Linked DNA regions of Mus musculus: region 2 is linked to region 1. The links are chromatin contacts, called in public Hi-C maps. All regions are on one chromosome and are shown on one strand. Each heading gives the region's core, a stretch centred on a gene start, on an enhancer-like site or on the middle of the called end of the contact. The rest is flanking DNA. Distances are from core to core; before and after follow the strand shown.

Evidence for each region. Hi-C and Micro-C count contacts between places; a contact is called where the count stands out from the background.
Region 2: a Hi-C map of B cells shows a contact between it and region 1, with 8 read pairs. The contact joins the promoter of Myl6 here to the promoter of Mars1 in region 1. A contact is called at or near these places in 10 of 39 promoter capture datasets (the C10 cell line, the HPC-7 cell line, HPC-7-derived erythroid cells and 5 more), 1 of 484 Hi-C or Micro-C datasets (B cells), 2 of 115 datasets of contacts at active chromatin or transcription factors (Th17 cells and kidney) and 1 of 9 other capture datasets (adipose tissue).

Annotation. Positions count from the first base shown.
Region 1 is chr10:127,309,174-127,314,419 of GRCm38.p6, forward strand. It overlaps Mars1 (methionine-tRNA synthetase 1), which reads right to left and starts at 2,613. Exons shown (of 21, transcript NM_001003913.2): 1 at 2,348-2,613; 2 at 1,271-1,361; 3 at 1,047-1,125; 4 at 831-965. The coding sequence starts at 2,456. It also overlaps the pseudogene Gm6283.
Region 2 is chr10:128,491,058-128,496,303 of GRCm38.p6, forward strand. Myl6 (myosin, light polypeptide 6, alkali, smooth muscle and non-muscle) reads right to left here and starts at 2,829. Exons shown (of 7, transcript NM_001317218.1): 1 at 2,752-2,829; 2 at 2,482-2,509; 3 at 1,545-1,688; 4 at 1,172-1,345; 5 at 1,002-1,079; 6 at 663-707. The coding sequence starts at 2,754. The coding sequence ends at 679. Myl6b (myosin, light polypeptide 6B) reads right to left here. Exons shown (of 7, transcript NM_172259.1): 4 at 5,196-5,246; 5 at 3,997-4,170; 6 at 3,533-3,610; 7 at 3,100-3,426. The coding sequence ends at 3,398.

The sequences.
Region 1 (5,246 bases), core at 1,363-3,862:
TGTTACTATACCTCTGTTTGTTTGTTTAAATAAGGTGTCACATAGCTCCAGCTGTCCTGTCCTGAGCCCCTGTCCAGCTGTCCTGAGCCCCTGTCCAGCTGTCCTGAGCCCCTGTCCAGCTGTCCTGAGCCCCTGTCCAGCTGGCCTGAGCCCCTGTCCAACTGTCCTGAGCCCCTGTCTAGCTGGCCTGAGCCCCTGTCCAGCTGGCCTGATCCCCTGTCCAGCTGTCCTGAACCCTTGTCTAGCTGGCCTGAGCCCCTGTCCAGCTGGCCTGAGCCCCTGTCCAGCTGGCCTGAGCCCCTGTCCAGCTGGCCTGAGCCCCTGTGCATCCAAGGACGGCTTTGAACTTCTGATCCTTTTGTTTCTACCTCCCAAAAGTCGGGATTACAAATGTGTGCCACCATGCAGAGTTTTTGCTTTCTATGTGCCAAGTACTAAGTGAGTCAATGTGTGCTTTCTAACATAATCCTTAAGATAGCTCTAACTATGGCAGGAACTATCACTTCCATTTCACAAAATAAAATAAAATAAAATAAAATCAAGGACTAGTTGTGGCACAGGCCTTTGATCCCAACACCTGGCATGCTTCTTGAGTTTTGGTCCAGCCTGATCTACAGAGTGAGTTCCAGGACAGCCAGGGCTACACAGAGAAACCCTGTCTCGAAAAACCCAAAAATAAAAACAAAAACGATAACAAAAATGAAGAATTAGTGGGTTTAAGTAATGTGTCAAGGTTACCACGCTAATAATTAGTTGTTGGGGTCTGAATACACTTTCCCCACAAAGTCCTGTATCATAAGCCTTCCAGACCCCACTTCAAGTCAACTCACCCCAGCCAGGAAAGGACAGTTTTGACGACTCAAGCTGTGATCAATGTGAGTCAGGACTCTCCGAAGTGGGCCAAGTATATCTTCCCCTTTCTTGCCTTGAACCACTAGACAGTGTAGGGCAGCAGACAGAACTGGCTAAAATGCAGGGGAAATGGGTCAGGATGTTCATACAGAGGAAGGACAGGCTGCCCTCACCTCCCTGATACACGGATTCACCTGCAGTTCTGTTGCCTCCCATTCCAGCCACTGGTTGGTGAGATCATCTTGTTCCCAGCCACATAACAGAAAAAAATATCTGCCCAGGGAGAGAAAGTAAGTTGAAGCATCTGTCTAGTTCATGGATGAACCCACAGTAGAACAGTATTTGCAAATAAGGTCACAGAAAGATTAGTGATTCACCCTGATTTGGGCACCTCCCCACACCAAGAACCAATACTGACCGGCAGATTGCACTAGCAGAGAAGAGGTAGTTGCCACTATCCAGCTGCAAGACAGGGACCTTAGGCCGGGTAAGGAATGGTACCACACACTCTGAGACAGAGGAAAATGGGTGAAAATCAGGGGTAAGAAAATAAATGAGGAGGCTGGAGAGATGGCTCGGCTGTTAAAGAGCACTGACTGCCCTTCCGAAGGTCCTGAGTTCAATTTCCAGCAACCACATGGTGGCTCACAACCACCCGTAATGAGATCTGACACCCTCCTCCAGTAAATCTGAAGATAGCTGCAGTGTACTTAGATATAAGGCGGGGCGCAGCCTGAGCAAGCGGGGTTGACCAGAGCAAGCGGGGTTGACAGGAGCCAGCAGAAGTCCTGAATTCAAATTCCCAGCAACCACATGATGGCTCACAACCATCAGTACAGCTACGGTGTACTCATATATACATTAAATAAATAAGTAAATCTTAAAAGAAATGATTTGACGTCACATTGTGTGCTGGAGGCCTGGGTTTTCAATCTACAGTTTCGAAGGTAAGAACACTAACCGGGGAGGGGTGGTGGTGGAATATGCTAGAGGGGCCAGCTAGTGTTCAGTTGAGACTGCCAACTGCAAACAAGAGGTAGAGTCTACAGAGAGGTATAGAATAGTGCTGCAGTCAAGCTGTCAGGGAGGATCTGACCAGACAACTCTTAGAAAGTCACCCAAAAAAGTTGTCTGGGAATACGCAATAAACTTCAAGGACTGAGTGTGCACATGTCTGTACTGAGGTCCTGGAAGGAGAAAGGGGCTTCCCCAAAACGACACGGGAGGTTGGAGGTGATCGCGAGAGTGACCGGGCTGAGAGGGAGTTGCCATGATAGGTGGGTCCTGGAAAACTAACCAGAGGGGAGACTTAAAACGAGGTTTGAAGAGTACAGTGAGGGTAACTAAGGGAACTAACTTCAGAAGGGTTACGGAAACAAAGGTTGGCGTGACTAAAGTTAACGTTGAGTCGATTGGGGAACGGGCACTGGAGCCTGGCAAACAACTGTGAGATGAACACCCCTCACCCGCCGCCCACCGGCAGCCACTCCAGTACCTTCGGGGCCTACGGTGCTGATGAGCAGCTCCGCCCGACCCCGGGCCCTCGCGGCCGCAGCCAGCACGGGCAGGCTCCCCGGGGAACCCTCGCTCACGAACAGTCTCATCGTGCCTCGGAGCCCACGCTGATGCAATCGGAACCGGCCTCCCGCTCCTGGGTTAAGCTGCAAGGCACGTCGGGAAATGGAGTTCTGTGTCGGCCGGACGCTCGCGGTAGGCTCCAGGAAAGCCGACTACTCATCCCATCACGCACCATTACGAAACAGGAAATGGTTACCAACGAGACCCGGAAGTTGACGGTGCGGGCTAGCGTGGCACTCTGGGTCGGCCGGCTCCGAGAGGGTCCTTTGAACTGTTGAAGTCGGCCGCTGTAAAGCGATCCGATGGAGACGACGCGATGGGTGGCATTTTCTGATTCCTTACTGGTCGTTGAAGTGGTATCGCACGCGCCGATTCAAGTTGTTAAGGATCGGAGTTTTTAATTGGTTTGTGTGCGGGTAGTCCGAGAGCGTGGCGATGCATTTAGCTACAAGATTAAAAATCAGTTGGGGAACTGTGAGCAAACTTTAGTGTCAACGTGGAAATTAATGTGGCTGTCCATCAGCCACAAAGGATGTGGCTCGCGAACCTTTATTACTTAGGAATTGGGAATGTAGTTTAGTTAGTAAGCGTTTGCTTAGCATGTGCAAACCGCTGGGTTCACCCCCGGTACACAACACTGTGTGGTGGTGTGTCCACTCCTGTAATCCCAGCGTTGAAGAGGTGGTGATAAAATTATCATAAATTCGACGTTATCCTCTATTGCAAGCCAGCCTAAGCTACTAGGGATCTGTCAGTAAATCAGTGAGGAAGCCTGGAAAGATGGCTCAGCGGAGAACACAGGCCAGGCTGTCCTTTTCCTGGACTCTCCTTTGACCCATTTGCATGGTTGACAGTTGTCTGTAACTTGAGTCCTAGGGGAATCATGCGCCCTCTTCTGGTCTTCATGATTACTGCATGCATGTGGTGCAGAGACCTCCCTGCACTCGAAACCCCTTACAAATAAAAGAAAAAGGAGTTGGGTGTGGTGGGACACTCCCTTAATTCCAGGACTCAGAAGGCGAAGGCAGTTGGATCTCTTTGAGTTCAAAGCTATCCTGGTCTTTATAAACCTAGTCTCAAAAAAAAAAAGTGTGTGGTTTTTGTTTTGTTTTATTTTGTTCTTAATTAAAAATAAGGGGTTTAGAGATAACTCTGGTTCGGGAGCACTTGATGCTCATCCAAGCACACACATGACAGGCAGATCACAACCTTCTGTAACACTAGTGCCTCTTCTGGCCTCCATAGACCTGCCCAAAAATAGTACACTCAACTTGCAGGCAAGACCTTGATACACATTAAAAAAAAACAAAAATAAACCAAGCAAGCCCTGACATAAAAGTGAAAATGCACTAGTCTTCCATTTACATATAGCTAGACAATCACAGCAAAGGGAGATGAGAGTTATGCTACAAAAGGTCAAATTGAGGGGGAAGTGAGAGATTTCGCAACAAAGCCAAATAAACACATGCAAAGGGATATCTTATCTTTAAAAAAAAAAAGTATGAGGCTCTTCTCATACAGTGCCAGCCTCGTCCTGTAGACAGGATGGTGAAGGTCGGTGTGAATGGATTTGGCCGTAATGGGTGCCTGGTTACCAGGGCTGCCTTCTGCTCTGCAGTTGGCAAAGTGGAGATTGCCATCAACAACCCATTTATGGACCTCAACTACATGGTCTACATATTCCAGTATGACTCTACTCATAGCAAGTTCAATGGCATGGTCAAGGCTGAGAAAGGGAAGCTTGTCATCAACGGGAAGCCCATCACTATCTTCTGGGAAGAGATCCCACTAACATCAAATGTGGTGATGCCGGTGCTGAGTATGTTGTGGGGTCTACTGGTGTCTTCACCACCATGGAGAAGGCTGGGGCCCACTTGAAGGGTGGGGCCAAAGGGTCATCATCTCTGCCCCTCTGCTGATGCCCCATGTTTGTGATGGGTGTGACCCACCAGAAATATGACAACTCACGCAAGATTGTCAGCAATGCATCCTGCACCACCAACTGCTTAGCCACCCTGGCCAAGATCATCCATGACAACTTTGGCATCATGGAAGGGCTCATGACCTCGGTCCATGCTATCGCTGCCACTCAGAGACTGTGGATGGCCCCTCTGGAAAGCTGTGGTGTGATGGCCTTGGGGCTGCCCAGAACATCATCCCTGCATCCACTGGTGCTGCCAAGGCTGTGGGCAAGGTCATCCCAGAGCTGAACGGGAAGCTCACTGGCATGGCCTTCCATGTTCCTACCCCCAATGTATCCGTTGTGGATCTGACATGCCACCTGGAGAAACCTGGCAAGTATGATGACATCAAGAAGGTGGCAAAGCAGGCATTTGAGGGACCACTAAAGGGCATCCTGGGCTACACTGAGGACCAGGTTTTCTCCTGTGATGTCAACAGCAACTCCCACTCTTCCACCTTTGATGCCAGGGCTGGCATTGCTCTCAATGACAACTTTGTCAAGCTCATTTCCTGGTATGACAGTGAATTCGACTATAGCAACAGGGTGGTGGGCCTCATGGGCTACATGACCTCCAAAGAGTAAGAAACCCTGGGCCACCCACCCCAGCAAGGACACTGAGAGCAAGAGAGAGGCCCTCGGTTGCTGAGGAGTCCCTGTCCCAACTCGGGACACTGAGCATCCCCCTCACAGTTTCCATTCCAGCCCCCAAAGATGATGGAAGAGGCTTAGGGAGTCTTACTCTCTTTGAATACCATCAATAAAGCTCACTGTCCCCTTCCCAAAAACAAACAAACAAAACCAACAAAAACCAGTATGTGTGTATGCACAAGGTGGGCACACAGCTGTGGTGCTT
Region 2 (5,246 bases), core at 1,579-4,078, 1.2 Mb after region 1:
GCCGAGGAGAGGGCTGGGGAGGGGTACCCATGGGCCAGGAGACCACGAGACCATGAAGGTGGCAGGAGGGAACATGCCCATAGCAACCAACCTTGGGTCAGTTTTCAAAAGAGCCACTCAGAGTGGCCAGTTCTCTCTGTCCCTGGTTCCCCTCCCACTGGCTGTTAGCCCCCACCCCCAATCTAAATAGCAAGAACATAGCAGAGGCAGAAAAGTTCTCAGCTACACCTACAGTTATGGTCAGCCACTGGCAGGAGGAGAGGTCAGCTTTGGGTTAGGGTACCTCCACGCTGTCCAGTAGAGGGATGGAAAAAGGACTTTTGTTTTAGCAGCAGAATGGGGCAGTTAGCTCAACCCTGCCCCCGCCAACTCTAGAATCACCATCAGACCAGCCTTCCCTACAAGCTGGTGAGCGTTCCCAGACACCAGCACCAAGACCCCTGTAAGTCAAATCTCAGAGACCATTCTAGGAGAGGAGGTACCACACCCCCAAACTGCATTCCTCATTGAGGAATTTCTCCCCTCCCAAGCCAGCTCCATGCAGAGTCATGCCAGGAGTAAGGCAGATGGTAGTAGGGTATGGCCAGAGGCTAGAGCACAGGTTGGGAAGGAAAAAAAAACACTAGGGAGATAACTAGAGGAGAGGCTGGGAGGAGCCGTACCCGCCCCATGGGCCCGTCACCCCGACAGGATATGCCTCACAAATGCTGCAGGAAGGAAGAGACATTAATGGTGAAGACAAGACACAGACATGGGGTGAAGGGGTCAGGCAGTGGAACAGACATTCTGTTTACGTCCCATTCCTAGCCCACCCTCCGTCCTCCATCACCCCCCCCTTTACTGCTGTCTCCCCAACAGTTCCCTCCCAGGCTGGACTGAGCCTTGCTTGCCCCTTTGACTCCCGACTCCCTTCTGGAACCAAGTCTAGGAATACAATGCCTCTTTAACATCTCCTGAACGACCATTTCCTCACAGGCCCCAGTTTATGGTCTGCCCCTCACCTTCATAGTTGATGCAACCATTGCTGTCCTCATGCCCCGCCACTAGCATCTCTACTTCTTCCTCTGTCATCTTCTCGCCTGCAGAGGAAGGAACATTCTTAGAACTGAGTGACTGACGGGTGAAATATATCAGGTGGCAGCTCAGCTCCAGAAAGGTCACAGACCCTTACCCAGTGTGACTAGGACATGACGGATTTCAGCACCCATGACGGTGCCATTTCCTTCCTTGTCAAACACACGAAGGCCTTCAACATAATCCTCGTAGGTTCCCTGGTCCTTGTTCTTGGCCACGGTCTGCAGCATGGGCAGGAAGTGCTCAAAGTCCAGCACCTTCACATTCATCTCTGTCATGTGGGAGGTGGAGGTGTCAGACAAGAGAAGTCACACATGTTCTCAGGACATGACGGTAGGGAACACAAGGACGGCCAGAAGAGGGAATCAGAACTGGATGAGACAAAACTTGCTCAAGTTTGGCACCTATGCAGATAAAGGGATGACTTTAGCTGAACAACCATGAACCCACTACATTCTTGAAATGCTCACCATCACTCTTGGGGTTCCCTAGGACCTTGAGCACCTCGGCGTTGGTAGGGTTCTGGCCCAGGGCCCGCATCACATCCCCACACTGGCTGTACAGGATCTTGCCATCACCTGTTCGGTCAAACAGCTGGAAAGCCTCCTTGAATTCTGAGGATTCAGAAGAACGGCAGCACCAGGGATTAGCCCCGTGCTTGCTGCACAGCTCTGCTGCCAATTCAACTTAAGTCATGCTGCAGAAACCAGATATCTTGTCCTCCTCTATACACAAGACTACTCCTAGGGATCTATTTCTATCAACTCAAATGCCCCACATAAAGACAGGCAACCTTCTTTCCCTTACCTTAAGGTGGTAGCCATCTGTTTACACACCCCCTGAGCTGCGGCAGGCTAGGCTCTCCACCACTACTATACAACTCCGCAGGAATCTGCCACCGCCCAGGCTAGGTCCTGCCCATATAAGGAAGTAAGAGCCTGGACTCTAGCCTCCCACTCCCACCCTTCCCCTCCGGGAGACCTTCCAAGAGGTGAAGCCACATCCTTAGCAAACTCTCCAGTGCCCATCTTAACAAAATATCAAGGCACTGCCCTCTACAGTACTCAGAATCCAAGCTTAAGGAGGGGACAGTTATCAGAGGAGAGGCAAAAAAAGAAGCAGCAAACCACAAGCGTAATAGACCCGACACATAACAGGCACTAGTCAAATTGTTTCACACACCCACACCACCTAAAACTCACCCAGCGCTTGGGGCTCAGATCTGGAGTGGAAGGGGAAGGAAGAAAGAATGAGAAAAGAAAATGGAGGATCTAGAGCAGAAGGAAATCCACGGGGCACTCTCCTGGGAGCGCTGGAGGTGACAGGTTGGGATCAGAAGATAGATGCTAAAGGAAGGGGGTCCCTCTCGGTAAGGATGACCTGAGCTGCGGGTCAGAGACTGCCTACCTGCGGTCTGGTCCTCGGTGAAGTCACACTGCTCGGAGAAGAAGGGATTGGTCAGTTACCTGAGGTCCAACCCCGCAAGCTTCTATCCCGGCTTTACAAACTCCTGTTTGAAGCCGAGGATTCGCTTCCCAGGGCAAAGCCCTAGACATTCCAATCCCACAGCCAACCTTCCAAAACCTGGGCGTGCCCACGTCCACTGCTTTCTCTACTCCCACCCGCGGTCCTCTCCTTGCCCCAAATCCCCCTGATCTCCCGATTCCCAGGGCCCACCATCTTGGCTGCTGAGCTCTGCTGGACCTTTTCCGGCAGTAATGGCTCCGACGCCCTACCCAACCCCAGCCTTAGTACGTCCCATGGCGCATGACGTCACCCTCCGCCGTTTCATCCAATAGGCACGCTAGTCTGGGCTCATGCAGATGACATCACTACATTATTAATGAGGTGGGGGGGGGGCGCCCTACCTCGGCTCAGGAATCTAGCAGGGGGGCCTGGGTTGGGACTCTCGGAAACCTTTCTTCCGAGCTGCACCAAGAGCAGAGGATTTGGGCTTTTGCAGAAGAGAGGACTACCCGCTCCCGTCCTTCCTCTTTCTCAAAAGAAAACTGTCGGAAACCGAAGCAGGAACCATGTTTTTATTTCAAAACTGTAAGTGCCCCCTAGTGGCAGGAACGCGCTTCTGGCCGCACAGGAGGTGGGGCAAGTTTCCGTCGCTGCAGGTTCTACGTGGGGTGGGAGTCGGGGCTGGGGTGGGGTGGGGGTGGGAGGGGGTGGGGGGTGGGGAAGGAAATAGTCCAGCCCTGGCGGCTGCGCTACGGACGGGCGCGGAGACGCACTGCCTGCGCTTCTATCTGGTGGATCGAGGACCCTTGCCTCTCAAGCGGATACCAGGGGCTGGCTGGAGGGCCACCTGCGGAGCTCAGAGGCTTAGGATATGCTTCAGGAAGGCTGCACGAAAGGAGACGAGAGGACTTGAGAAACTGACCTTCGGGTAACTGAGGGTACTCCCACCCCCCTCAAGTCTCCTTACTCCCTGGCCATCCTGCCCCCTCACCCTCATAGTTGATGCAGCCGTTGCTGTCCTCGTGGCCTGCCAGAACAGTCTCTACCTCTTCCTCAGTCATCTTCTCTCCTGAACCCAAAAACAGTTAGAGTCCCCCGCCTTCCCTGCCTCACCAGCCCAAGACATTCTCAGGGTGGTTCATCCTCCCACCCTTGCCCTTTTTCATATCAACGGTGCCTTGGAGCAGGTGAAAGCTTTGACTTGACAGCGAAACAAGCTGCCGGGGTTGAGACTTGCATGGAATCAACACAATTGTGGCTTGCAAAGGGGGACATTGCATTCCCTGCCCTTGGCTCATAGCTGGACACTTTAGCCTCTAGGTGATCTGTCTCCACAATGCTGGCCCTCTTGAGTCTCCTGCCCATAACTGCAGGACCATAAACCCATTCTAGGCTCTACTTAGCTCTTCCAGGACCCCCCACTTCTCCACCCCACAGCTCTGGGCCCTGCCTCACCGAGAGTGGTAAGAACATGTCTGAGCTCTGCACCCATGACCTTGCCGTTGCCCTCTTTGTCAAACACACGAAGCCCCTCTAGGTAGTCCTCATATGTGCCTTGGTCCCGGTTCTTGGCCACTGCCTGCAGCATGGGCAGGAACGTCTCAAAGTCTACACGTCGGGACTTCAGCTCTGGCAATTAGATAGAGATGAGAGAGATCAACTGAGGTGTGGGATCCAGTGCAATTAGATAGAGATGAGAGAGATCAACTGAGGTGTGGGATCCAGTGCCATCCAACCCTACTATTGTGACTTTCATCCCTTTCAGCATTCAGGATGTTTCTCTTCCCTGTGTTTGACGTTTTTTGAGTCCTGAGGTCCATCCTAGCGTCCTCTGTCACCTTACCAATATTCTGTCATTGAAAATTGAAACTGTTGCCAGGCCTGGTGGTGCAGTTTTGTAACTACAGCTACCAGGCAAGTTCAAAGCCAGCCAGAACAACTTAAGACTGTCTCAACAGAAAGGAAAAAAAAAAAAAAAGGAAAGGCAGGGATGTAGCCCAGTGGCTGGACACACTCAAAACAGAAAGAGAGAACCACTAAGCCCACACACCTTCAGTCCCAGCATTCAGAGGCAGGGGAAGTCCCTCTTGAGTCTGAGGCCAACCTGGTCTATACAATGAGTTCCAGGCTAAGCAGGGCTATATAGAGACACCCTATGTAGTAGTAATAGTAGTAGTAGTGGTGGTAGTAACAACACTATCTAAACAACAATAATAATAATTAAAATTTAAAAAGAAAAAGAAAACTGGGGATTGGGGCTGCTGGGATAGAACTGTAGGTCCCTGGCCAACCTGAGTAATTTGGTGAGCACCTGTCTCAAAAAGTAAAAAAAAACAGTACCTCTGTAATAAGGGCTTGCCTGGCTTGCCTGAGGCCCTGGATTCAACCCAGCACTACATAAACTGGAGTAATCCCACCACTCTAGTGGGCAGTAGCAAGAGGTGGAGATAGGAGAATCAGAATGTAAGGTCATTCTTGGCTGGGATACTGAAATCCTATCTTGAAAGAAAGAGAGAGAGAGAGAGAAGAAAAAGAGGAAGAAGAGAAAGTTGCTGGCTAGAAATGTAGCTCAATGGCCCAGGCAGAACCCTGTATTCAACGTTCAACACCAAGAAGAAAACAGAAACCCCCACAAAACTCAAGGCTCCTCTCACCCTCGTTTTTGGGGTTCCCCAGGACCTTGAGCACCTCGGCGTTGGTAGGGT